2 separate regions of the Neogale vison genome follow, and region 2 is linked to region 1. Evidence: chromatin contacts called from public Hi-C data. All regions are on one chromosome and are shown on one strand. The core of a region is the stretch at or near the end of the contact, and the rest is flanking DNA. Distances in the headings are between cores, read along the strand shown. Region 1 has its middle 64 kb from the start of HS1BP3. Region 2 holds the start of RHOB (rho-related GTP-binding protein RhoB).

Region 1 (6,012 bases), core at 2,138-4,637:
TGCTGGGCCCCAGGTGTCACGATGGCCAAGACAGGGGAACTAACCAGAAAGGGTCATGGCCACGGCCTTCCTCTGCTAGACGACTCCCAGGCAAGGGGAGCCCACCTCCTCCCATCACGGAAGATGATATGAGGCTCCTGTCCCCTCCTCATCTTCCACCAGAGCGGTAGCTGGGACATGTGCATGACCAGTGGAACCCTTGTCCCTGGGGCTTGGCATCTGGAGGGAGTGATACAAAGCTTCCGAGAGAGGCTGACAGGACTGGGGAACCCAGCAGGGTCACCCGGTGGAAGGTAGCACGCGGTTCCCATGGGGGACATGGTCCAAAGGTGCTCACCTCCCTTGTTCTCCAGCCTTCCTGGTAACCCAGTGTGAGCAGCCCAATACTCTTGCGCTAAAATCTTTTCCTAAGTAAGTTAGCCAGAGCTGGTTTCTGTGGTTTTCACATGAAGGCCAAGTGCAACAGATCAGCGTGTGCTGAGGCCAGCACAGTTCAGAGCGGTTATCCAGAGTGCCAGGGCCCCAGCTTCGTTTGCATAGGTCTTACTCTAGAATCCTTGCTTGATTAAGATGTGAGCTGAGGCTGGGGGTGGCTGGGGATGTTGGCTTGGGGTGGGGGAGCTGGTCTAGCTTAGGGTGAGAGTGGCAGGTAGGCCAGAAGGCGAGGGGGAACTGAGGCGGTCAGTGGCGCAGGGCTGGGACTCGTCGTTGGCCTGAGCAAAGGAGGCAGGTACACCCCCCCCGCCCCATCCAACTCACAGCATGGCAGGCACAGAGGGATCAAAGGTGGTTCAGGAGCGGAGGCAGGGGGAAGTTCTCGAGAACTGCCGGGGGCGGGGGGCAGTGTATCTGGGAGTAGCCCAGATTCAAGGACTCACACCCACCTGGGCTGCCAGGGCCTCAAGCCTTGTCTCTCAGCAGGGCATGGAGTCCGGAAGCCTGGGTTGCCAGGATAGCCCACAGGCTCTGGACGCTCAGGCCCTCCAAGAGGGTCCCGGCTAGATCTGAACCCCGCAGTGGGAGAAGCCCCAGCATAGTGGGTGCTTATTCCTGTTTGACAGTGTTCCTCCCTGGAGCAGCCTGAGCCGAGGCCAGCAGGCTGACAGTCCTCCCATTGTCCCTCTGTGGGCACAGGCAGTGCCCTCCCATCTGCCCCTTAGCTGACCTCGTAGGTACCCATGAAAGCCGAGAGGAGGAGGGGGCGGGTCCCCGATGGCAAGGACAGGGGGCAGAAGAGGTTACAATGTAAGGGGCTGACGTGTATAGGGGGTGCCTGTCCCTGGGGCCCTTTCAGCTGGAGAAGGAGAAATGGTCATCCCAGGGCACCTGCCCGGCACACGGTGCGTGCCCGCTGCCCCAAGCCCTTCCTCACTTCTTCATGCTCCTGAGAGGCCAGCCCTCCCCAAGACCTGCTTTCCCACCCCCGCCTCTCTTCACAGCCTCCACACCCCAGGTGGACAAGCACCCCAGCCCTACCCCTGTCGGCCCTCCCTCCGCAGCCCTGCCTTGTCCCACCCCACCCCAAGCCAACATCCCCAGCCACCCTGTGGTGGCGCACCGTGTTTTCCTGCCCGAAGTTCCGTCCGTATTTCCCTCCCCTTGGTTGTAGGCAGGACCTGGGACCTGGTCCTAGTTCATAGACTATGAGGGGATTTTGCAGGTGTTGTTAAAATCCCAAATCAGTTGGTTTTGAGCTCATCAAAACAGAGGTTATTCTGTGTGGGGCTGGCTTAATCGAGTAAGAACCCTTAAACATGGGATTGGGCCCGCTCTGAGTGGAGAGCCCGTCCTTGCCAGCGAGATGGAGTAAACAGCCATCAAGGAAGCCCACCTGGCAAGGAAGCACAGGTGGTCTCGATCGGGGAGGGGGGGTGGCCTCCCGCTGAGGGGCCTCGTCTTCCGGCCTGAACTCAGGTGCAGAGCCTTCCCCACCTGAGCCCCCCGATGAGAGTGCTGCCAGTTTCCACTCAGATTCCAGCCTTAGAGGGCCCTGAGCAAAGGATCCAGCTAAGCCGGGCCCAGATTCCTGATCCACAGCAACGGGAGATGGGAGGATAAATGTGTGCGGTTTTAAGCTGCTAAGTTTATGGTAATTTGTTACCCAAAGAGAGAAAGCTCATGAGTTGGAAGGGTTGGGATGTTAACTTAGAGCTTGGAATGGGAATGGGGTGTCTTGCCTTCTTTAGAGTCAGAGCCCTGAACCCAAGCCCTGAAGGGCCAGAGTCCACAGCTGCATCGTGGCCGGCCCCACGCAGGACCTCACTGGGGCCTGGTTTCCAGGTTTTGCTGAAGAAAACCCACATGCTGGGGAGTATGTGGAGGTTGGGGCGGGGAGACCCTTCCTGGGGAGGGGGTGCTCTGCTCTGGTACTCTAGGGCCTCATGCCTACTCGGGCTGCACTCCACGGGAGCAAGATTCCTGTTCCAAGGTCTGCACCCACTGAATTTACGTAAGATTTTCCATGAACACTCACAGCCCGCTGGCCTGGTGTCGGTTCCCACCAGCAGCCCCTGAGGCCTCCCCCTTTCCCAGCCCACCAGCTCCTGACAGTATCTGTCCCGGTGATTTTTGCCAATCTCACACGGGTGTGAAATAGTACCTCATTGTTTTAATTTGCATTTCCTTGATAACTAGTGAGGTTTACAACTTCTTTGTGAACTTGTTGGTCATTTGGATTTTGTTTCCTGTGAATTCTCTTTTATATCCTTTGATTCCTCTTAAAAAAAAAAAAAAAAAAAAGATTTTTTGGCTTTTTTCCCCCGGCACCCAGCTTGATCCGTAGCAAGGGGCACCAGGGCAGCCCGGTCTTCCTCCTTGCCCAGCTCTGGCCACCTGCCCTGTGCCTTCTACAACAGTTCCTTGGGTCTGTGTCCCAGAGGGTGTCCTACGTGAGGGCCTGGAAAGAGCAGAGAAACCAGTCCTAGCTGCCTCTCCTACTGATCCAAAACCTTTTCACTTGCCTTTTTTTTTTTTTTCCCTTTTTTTCTTTTTTTTCAAGCCAGGAGGGAGAAAGACATGCTCCTGTATCAGGGGTATTCTTGTGGGATTTATGGGTGAGTGACTGGACACTGATTTTCCTCATGTTGCAGGGACCCAGGCTGCCCTAGACCTCCATCCCCCAGACTATAGTTCCAGAGAACCCGGGAGAAAACACAAATGACCCCTTTGAGCCTGCAGGGCCAGCGGGGGGCTTCCGGGGTAAACAATGGTCCTCTGTGTCTGGTTTCTGCTGAGGGCCGGAAGCCCCTGGTGCATGGCCCACCGATGAGTCATACAGGATATCTCCTGGGCCTGCTTTGTTGCGCCCGAGGATCTCTCAGACCAGCCTGAAACGGCAGATGATCTCATCGGCTGTTCTGGGGAAGCCCTGTCAATGGACAGCCCCGGGAAGCTCACCGCCCACGAACGCCCCAGAGTCCTGGTCCCCCGGCCTTGAGCAAGTTCCTGGAGGCCAAGGCGGGGGTCGGTGGGGGGGAGGCAGGGATACTGGGCCAAGAGAGCCAGCAGGAAGAAAACACCCCAAGCTGATGGAGTCCTTCCAGGGAAACCCCCACTCCACTCTCTCTGGGCTCCGCACGCCCGTGGTCGCCGCCCAGCTTCAGCTGTGTCCTGGGGAGTTTCCTGAACTCAGGAGAAGCCCCGGGCAAGTGCCTTAGGAGCATCCCCGGCAGGGCCAACCTGGGACTGGCAAGAAGTCAAGGCCTGGGGTGGCCACAGATCCTGACTTGGCCTGTGAGGCTAAGAAGGGAACAAGGGTCAGACTTCCCACTTGGCTGGATTCAACAAAGATTTCAAAAACAATAAGCCATGTGGTAGTGAGGCCATTTCAATTCTTGGAACTTGAACATTTCTGTTAATGGTGGTGGTTGTTTAAAAGATACCTCCCTGGGATGCCTGGGTGGCTCAGTGAGTTAAGCGGCTGCCTTGGGCTCAGGTCATGATACCAGCATCCTGGGGATCCAGTCCCACATCAGGGTCTTTGCTCAGCAGGAAACCTGCTTCTCCCTCTGCCTCTGCCTGCCCCTCTGTCTGTCTGTGCTCACTCTCTCTGACAAATAAATAAATAAAATCTCTTAAAAATAGTAATAAAAATTTAAAAAAATAAGAGATACCTCCCTGCCTGGTACAGAGCATGGCTCCAGAGTCCCAGAGCCACACATCCACTCACTGTGTGGCCTTGACCAAGTTACTCTACCTTTCTGAGCCTCAGTTTTCCTGTCAATAAAATGGGATTGTGGTACTTCTCCTGAGGCTGCTGTGGGCAGGCGCAGGTGTACAGACGCCAGCTGCCCTGCTCAGAGCCAGCCCATAGTTTTGGAGGGGCTCTCGGTGGGGCTTCTGTTCTCATTCACCCCCCAGAAGCTCACAGCGGAAGCTCACAGTGGAACACGCGTTTTGGACGGCCCACCTTTCCTCCGGCCCCGGGGATGGGCGGGGCCACCCGCCAGAGCCTCCAAGGAGAAGACGGCCACAGTGGTGTGAGGCCCCAGAATGGGGTCATTGTCGCCTTCTACTGGCATTTCACATCTGAGTGGGTAGCGGGCTGAACGATCCCGCTCCAAGGACCACCTGGAAACCCCGTAGGGATAGAGCCCAAGCCTGCAGGTGTGGGGACCCCAGGGCTCAGCGCCAGAAATCACCAAGACCAAGGCCCCTCCTGGCGGAATGAGCCCATCCCACGGCTGAGCGTTGCCCTGAGCAGCTGAAGAGCCGCCCGGAGGAAGCCAGACAGGCTCTGGGCGGACTCCCTGCCCAGCTCTGCCCTGCGCCTCTCTGGAAGGCCCATCCCACCCCCCACCCCCAGCTTCAACGCCGAGCACAGGAGCCCTCGCACGGCCTCCCGTCTGCGTGCAGCAGCCGCTCTAAAGACGTCACTGGCCTCAGGCTCAAAGCTTGAGCGTTTCCACTTGAGCGCCAAGCCTTAGTCCCCCTGGCCCCGGCTCGGCCCGGGCTTCTGCCCAGCTCGACTCCCAGGCCACGCTCCGGCCACCAGGAAAGCCCCCTTACGCTTCCCAGGTGGGTCCTTCTTCCCCCTGGAGGGTCTTTCTTCCCCTTCCCACCTCTGCCCCCATTGGAGCTATATGAAAGCCACTGATGGGCCCTGATGAGCGCAGGGAGCTGGGAAGAGGGTGTGAACTAGAACTTCTCTCGGGGAGAACAGGGCACATGGTTTCAAAGGACACTTGGGAGGAGGCAGGACCCCCCAAGAATCAAGACGGTTGGGAGCTTTCTGAGGAGGCCTTTGCTGTCTGTGAATGGGCCGCCTGCGGGGCCAGGGCTGAACGGCTCAGGCCCGCAGAAAGGGTTCTCCTTTCTCGGCTCCCCCACCCCCTGCCTCTCCCCTACACATACATATGGAGCCGACATTAGAAGAACATCAATTCCTAGTGTCCCCACTTCCACGTCCCCAGCCCGTACCCCAAGTCCTCGAGGCCCACTGGTGCTCGCCCTGCAAACCCAACTCAGTGGCAGGTGAGGTTTTTGTTCTTTCCCCAGAACGTCTCCCGGGCTTGGCTGTGTCTGTGCTCCGCAGCGTCTGCAAGGACAGGAGGGCGTCCTACCCTGAGCCAGCGGTGGGCACAGCGTGACGCCCCCTTACAGCCCCATGTGTGCAGACGTAGGGGTGCGTGCAGAGAGACACGTGTGTGATCACTTCGAGTGTCTACCCCAGATTCGTGGCCTCTTCTGCACCAAATGTGCTCCTGCCTGGCCCAGGAGCCTCCACCAGCTCCGCACCCCTGCAGTCGGTCTCCAGATCCCTGCCCCTCTGTCCTCCTCACTCCACCCGTGATGGCCGGGCCCACATTCAGGTTCCAGTCCTCTCTCTCTCTCTCTCTTTAAAGATTTTGTTTATTCATTTGAGAGAAAGCATGAGCGGGGGTGGGGGGGCGGGTGTGGAGAGGGAGAAGCAGGCAGGGAGCCCGATGCCGGGACACAGAGATCATGACCTGGACCGAAGGTAGAGGCTTAACCATCTGAGCTGTCCAGGCGCCCCAGGTTCTAATCCCTTCT
Region 2 (6,012 bases), core at 2,133-4,632, 100 kb after region 1:
GCAGCTGAGTGCTAGGAAGCCAGAAAGTGATGATTGAAAAAACAAAAAACAAAAAACAACCCACACATCTTAGGTCATCCAGAGAGGGGGGCACTATTAGCTGCTTTCCCTAGCAGCTGCTGAAAGCTGGCAGGTCTGAGCCCTGCCGCCTGGAGCAGGATTTCAATGTGGTCTCCAAGTAAAACTCTGACTGGCCCCCTGCCCCCACTGGTTCTGAGACCCCCTGCCCTGGCTAAGTGTCTGAAATTGGAGCTCATCCTGCTTAAATCTCAAAATGTGGCTGCCCCAACTTTAAGGAACAGCCACCCCAAACATCCAGACTTCTGTCCATGATGTGCCCAGTTTCTGAACTTGGAATACAGCATTCTAGCATCCCTGTAGACACACAGATGAAAATTGGATGATCGAAGGATCAAGTCGTGATTTCGACTCTCCCCGGCTTCTACCCCAGAGCTCTGGCCCAAAAGTAACAACCCACAATCTTATGGAGTGCTGTGGAACCCTCTGAGGTTGTAAAGGGAAGCCAGTAACCAGCCTCCTAGACAGAGAGCTTAGCCCCACACCTGTGATTAACAAAAAAAAAAAAGGTTACCTAAATTTAAAATGCACAAATGACAGCTTTCTAAGTTTCAAGGAAGCAAAGGCCCCACAGACTTAGACGCAGTGTCTTAAAGACATACATACAGTACAATTAGGTCTAAAGTTTGGGCACTGAGTGCCTGGGTACACCAGTCATCTTCTGGCATGTGGATAGGAGTAACTTGTCTCCCATGCCCACCCAAACCCCACACATCGCCCCAAAGGATTTCAGCTTCATTTACCACAAATGCTATCAGGAAAATGGGAGTAGTGGCAAGAAAGGATCTTGTCTAGCAGGAGTCTCCCTTTGCCCCAAATTCAAGAGGATAAACTTTTACACGCTATTAAATCACAGGAGCCATTTTATAAACGTCATCATCATAGTCTTTTAATATTTTACATAAAAAACTGTATACACAGCTTATAGAACTTTTATGTAAACATCATAAGCTCACCACTTTGTCATTTGTCAGTTTATTTAAAAAATAAAAAAACAAGACAACAATTTAGTAGAAGTACCACTGGGTAGGGAAGGGAGGGTGAGAAAGGAGAGACTAGGGGCAGGTTCATTCTCTGTACAAAGATGCAGAGAAAATTTCACATAGCTTTTCGAGACTGCCTTGTGAAGAGGAAAAAAAAGGGGGGGGGGTTAAATAGGTCCCAATACTTGTTACTGCCCTTTATCAAAATAGTGTGCATCCGTGCACAAATAAAATCCCAAAACAGTGTTGCCACTTTTTCAAGAAAACAAAACAAAAATTAGTGGTTTCTTTTTCCTCTTTTTTAAAAAGTCAACATCTTTAAAAAAAAAAAATCAGAAGTAGATGAGGTTACAGCGTACAAGGGTGGTCAGAATGCTACTGTCTTATGCAAATGACAAGTGCATTAAGTGTCAAACAATAAAACAATTGTGCAAAGAATTATTTCAAAAAAAAAAGTTTTAGTTTTTAAATAAATCAGATAACATCAGTTTCTCGGACTGAACAATTTCCACTTGTATGACAGGCACAAAGTTCGCTTATGGCAAAAAAACGACCCAAAGCACTCTCCCTCCTCTTGCCCAGGGCTGGCGAGAGGCTCGCAGGGGGCTGGCCCGCGGGAGACGAGAGTCTGGAAGCTGTGTCCACTCAGCCCCGCGGCAGTTGCAAATGTCTTCCCCAGGGGTTGGAAAGATGGCCAAGTCCTGTTCATGCTTGGATGGGCGCCCGACCCAGGGTGGGCCGGAGCTCTTCTGGAGCCCTGTCACTCCACCCACCACCACCATTAAATAACACCATCCTACCTTCGAAAATAAAATTATATCTATATTTATATAACACCCCATCCTCCCCAGCCCTCCCCTCCCGCAGTTCCCGCGGTCTATGTTACAGACAAGGGATAGCAGGCGCTCGCTGGGTTCCGGGCGAACATCCGATGGGGCGCGGCTGCACCCCGGCGCCAAGCTGTTCTCCGGGGACCAGAGGCGGGGGTGGGTGAAAGTGGGGCGGGGGACTCGAACAAACAAACACACAGCCACACGCTCTGAAGAGGCTTGGCTCTTCAGAAATGGGTGTTCAGGGGACCCTTGGCACTCGGCAGGCGCCCGGGCCTGTGCAACACAGCCGGACGCACACAGACACTGGAAAGGGGGCGCCCGGTGCCTCCCACGCCGATTCCCCGCGCCAGGGCCGGAGCCGGGTCACAGCTGCCGGGCCGAAAGGCAGACGTCAGGCAGTCCGGTGGGGTCCTTGGGGGGCGCGGGTCTCCCCTTCTTCGGGCTCGAGGTGGGGGGGCAGGGGGTCGGGCCCGAGATGGGGCGCCGCGCCGGCAGGCGGGGACAGGCAGGGCGGCGGCGGCCCTCATAGCACCTTGCAGCAGTTGATGCAGCCGTTCTGGGAGCCGTAGCGCTTCTGCAGCGCGGCGCGCGTGGCCGTCTCGAAGACCTCGCGCACGCCCTCCTTGGTCTTGGCCGAGCACTCGAGGTAGTCGTAGGCTTGGATGCGCACGGCCATGGCGCGGCCGTCATCCGTGCGCACGGGTTCCTGCTTCATGCGGGCCAGCTCCGTGCGGACGTGCTCGTCGCTGCGCAGGTCTTTCTTGTTGGCCACCAGGATGATGGGCACGTTGGGGCAGAAGTGCTTCACCTCGGGCACCCACTTCTCGGGGATGTTCTCCAGCGAATCGGGGCTGTCCACGGAGAAGCACATGAGGATCACGTCGGTGTCCGGGTAGGAGAGCGGCCGCAAGCGGTCGTAGTCCTCCTGGCCCGCCGTGTCCCACAGCGCCAGCTCCACCTGCTTGCCGTCCACCTCGATGTCGGCCACATAGTTCTCGAAGACGGTGGGCACGTACACCTCGGGGAACTCGTCCTTACTGAACACGATCAGCAGGCACGTCTTGCCGCACGCGCCGTCGCCCACCACCACCAGCTTCTTGCGGATGGCCGCCATGAGCGGGCCGGGCCCGGGCAGCAGGAGGGGCCCCGCGAACGCCTCGCTGCCGTCCCGCTCGCCGCTCACTGCTCACCTCGGGCTGCGCGCTGCGGGCGAGGGTCGCTAGCTGCACCCGGGCCCCGCGGCGGCGCGTTCTCTCGGGGCGCTCCGGATGCCGCGGCGGGGGCGCGGGGGCATAGGGCGCGCCGTGCGTCTCCGCGCTGCTCCCGGGCGGTGGCCGCTCTTCTCGCCCCGGGCCCGGGGTCCGCGCCTTTGTGCGCAAGCGGCGGCTGGAACCGCGGAGCCGGCCTGGTCCCCTCCCCGGCTTCTATGGGTCTCGCCAGAGTACAGGAGAGCGCTCGACTACAGCCAGACTGCGGTGGCAGATGCGGGCTGCGGCCCTAGCGCCCGCTATTTAAAGAGTACGGCCACTTTCTTAATATAGCCGCCCAATGGGAAGCGAGCCGACTGAGCTCATCGCTGCGGAGCTTCGCTCTGATTGGGCACCCGCTGCAGCCCAGGGGCGGGGCCGGCCGAGCTTGATTGACGGCCCAGGCCGCGGGGCTGGGAGAGGCGGCGACTGGGGAGTCTGCGCCTCGGCTGGCGCTGCGGGGCTCTGGCCGCACCAGCGTTCCCTCGCTTTGCCGCGTCTTCTGCTCGCCCGGCCAAGGCCCCGAGCTGGCGGCCTGGAGCCTGCGGGGCCTGGGCGAGCGGTTCCGGGAGAAGGCAGCACTTTGTGGGGGCGTTGGCGACTCCCTCCCACTCCAATTGTCCCGCTTCGCTGCAAACTCCCGGCGGTGGCCGGACCTGCGGGGGAGGGAGCGGCTCCTTTAAGCGGTTTTGTTTTTAAATAAACACATGCACACACGCAGACACACACGTTTGTTTCCGGGGAAGGTTCTGTTCTTTTCTTTCAGAAACGGCCCTTCCCTGGTCTGGTCCGCCCCTCCCATCTCCCCCACCCGGGGCTCTTCCTGGGACAGCTCTAGATTTGGACCCCTAAGGCCAAGAGCTGCGTGTGAGCTGGGTGGGCCTGGGTCTAGCCTCCAGCTCTTCCAAGTCCTCTCGCCTCCCCTCTTCCTCCCCACCCTCCACCCACACCCCCTACATCTCTAGGGGAAGATTAGGGGCAGGAGGGATGGTGAAAAAGGAAGGTTGGGCTGTTTGCTGGACTTCAAGTCCACTGGGAGGAAGTCACAAGGCAGAAAACCGCATCTTCAGCCCGGGATTGAATGATGAATTCAGATCCTGGTAGTCAGGCTGTGAACTGCCTGAAGTAAATTATACAATAAAACCCAACAACCTCTCACCCCATTGGGCAAGAAGAGGATGAGGCCTAAGGTAGGGGACAGAGAGGGGGGCAGGGGGAGCTTGCAGGCGAGGACACAACAAATTCGTGTCTGGTGGGGTGCTAGCTCTTCTCCTACACACCAGGACTTGACTGATCTCTGCCAGAGTCTGATCTAGAAGGATCTCAGGCAAAGGATTTCATAGAACAGAAGAGGGAGGAGGGGGACAGAGGGAGGGCTTGGCTGGAAGAAGGAAGAGCTTGAGAAAAACAGAGAGATGGGAAAGAATAAGACAAACTCTAAAATCAGGGACTCACTTAGTGTGACTGCACTTGATAGGGAGAGAGAGAGCGAGAGTTGAAACTCAGGTTGAGGCCAGTCATGGAGGGCTGAAGTACCAACGACACAGACTGGGCTATATCCATTACAAAGGCAGAAGGATGCTTACTGGTTTTTCAGCAAAGGAGAGACTCCCACATCATCATGAGGTTATGGCCTCATATTTCTGCCTCCCTCTCTAAGACTGGAAGCTGGTGGAGTGCCAGGATTCTGTCTTACCTCAGCATCTTGGAGCCCTAGCACCATGCCTGAGCCTATGAAAGAATCAGTAAAATGACTGTGGAGAATTCACCTAAATGCTCAGGAACTCGGAACTTTCTGGGGTCTCCTACCTCAGACTCCAGGCTCTGCACTAACAGCCATCCAACCAAGCCCATACAGCCGGCTGTAACTAAGCTGTGGTGTTTTCACGTGGAATTCCTGTGTTGAGGTCTGGTTCTCTACATGAACATCACAGACATAACAAGTCAAATAAGACAGTAGTGCCATAATCCCTAGAGCCTGTCCTAAAGGGAAAATATTGAAACGCCCCAACACCCTTCCCTCATACTGGATAAGCTCCACTGGTTTTGTTTTTCTGAACTAAGGAACTAAATTGTCAACAAGTAAATAATTTTTCCACAGTGGGACCCCACAGGAGAAAAGAAGGGTTTTTTTGATCATTGGTTTAGGTTCCCATTCAGAAACTTTTCTTTTTTCTTTTTTTCTCTTTTCTTTTTCCCTCTTCTTCTTCTTCTTATTCTTCTTTTTTCTTCTTCTTCACATAGTCTATTAGAACAATCTTACCTAATTTTTTTGTTTTAGTCAAAACCTTTTATAGCTGCATTGTTAAAACACAGCTTTCCTTTATCTTAAAATAGCTTGGGAAACTTGGCTGTGTCCTTAAGCTTCAAATAGTAAGAAAATATCAAACAAAACTTTGTACCATGTATTTTTTGAGAAACTGAGACACAAAGAATCAGGAAGAGGGATTCAATTCACTCATTTCCTGACCCTCAGACATAATATATGAGTGTTCCAAGCCTGGACTTCAATATCGCAATATTTCTAAAAATACTCGGTTGGTAAATATGCCAAAGTAAACAAATAGGAAAATCCGTGTTCTGCAGCAAGTTCTCTTCATGCTGTTCATTTTTATGTCTGGGATTCGTTGACAAATTCTGTGGAAACGGACTACTTTGAAGACTGCACCACTCACAGGATAAACTTTTCCAAACTAGGTGATGTGCCCGACAGGCTCCTCCCTGCGTCCCCTCTCCCTGCACAGGACACGCCCACTGAAGGGCAAGGGCAGGGATTGGTCCGTGAGAAGAAATCATGTTACAAATTAGCTTTATTAACATATGGACTCACTGTGTGACAGACACCTACACCAGTGAGAGAGGGAAATGATC

What was found. A called contact is a pair of places that touch in the nucleus more often than the background predicts.
Region 2: a Hi-C map of fibroblasts shows a contact between it and region 1, with 4 times the contacts expected there. The contact joins the promoter of RHOB here to the enhancer-like site in region 1. A contact is called at or near these places in 3 of 3 Hi-C or Micro-C datasets (fibroblasts, muscle and tongue).

Annotation. Positions count from the first base shown.
Region 1 is chr8:128,795,279-128,801,290 of ASM_NN_V1, forward strand. No RefSeq gene overlaps it. Among named protein-coding and RNA genes, the nearest start is that of HS1BP3, 64 kb to the left of the region's middle. Within about 2 kb of position 3,388, the one cell type or tissue checked has open chromatin away from gene starts, as enhancers often do. A contact at or near this core is called in fibroblasts, where this site is marked.
Region 2 is chr8:128,895,315-128,901,326 of ASM_NN_V1, forward strand. RHOB (rho-related GTP-binding protein RhoB) reads right to left here and starts at 3,383. Exons shown (of 1, transcript XM_044262013.1): 1 at 946-3,383. The coding sequence starts at 3,008. The coding sequence ends at 2,418.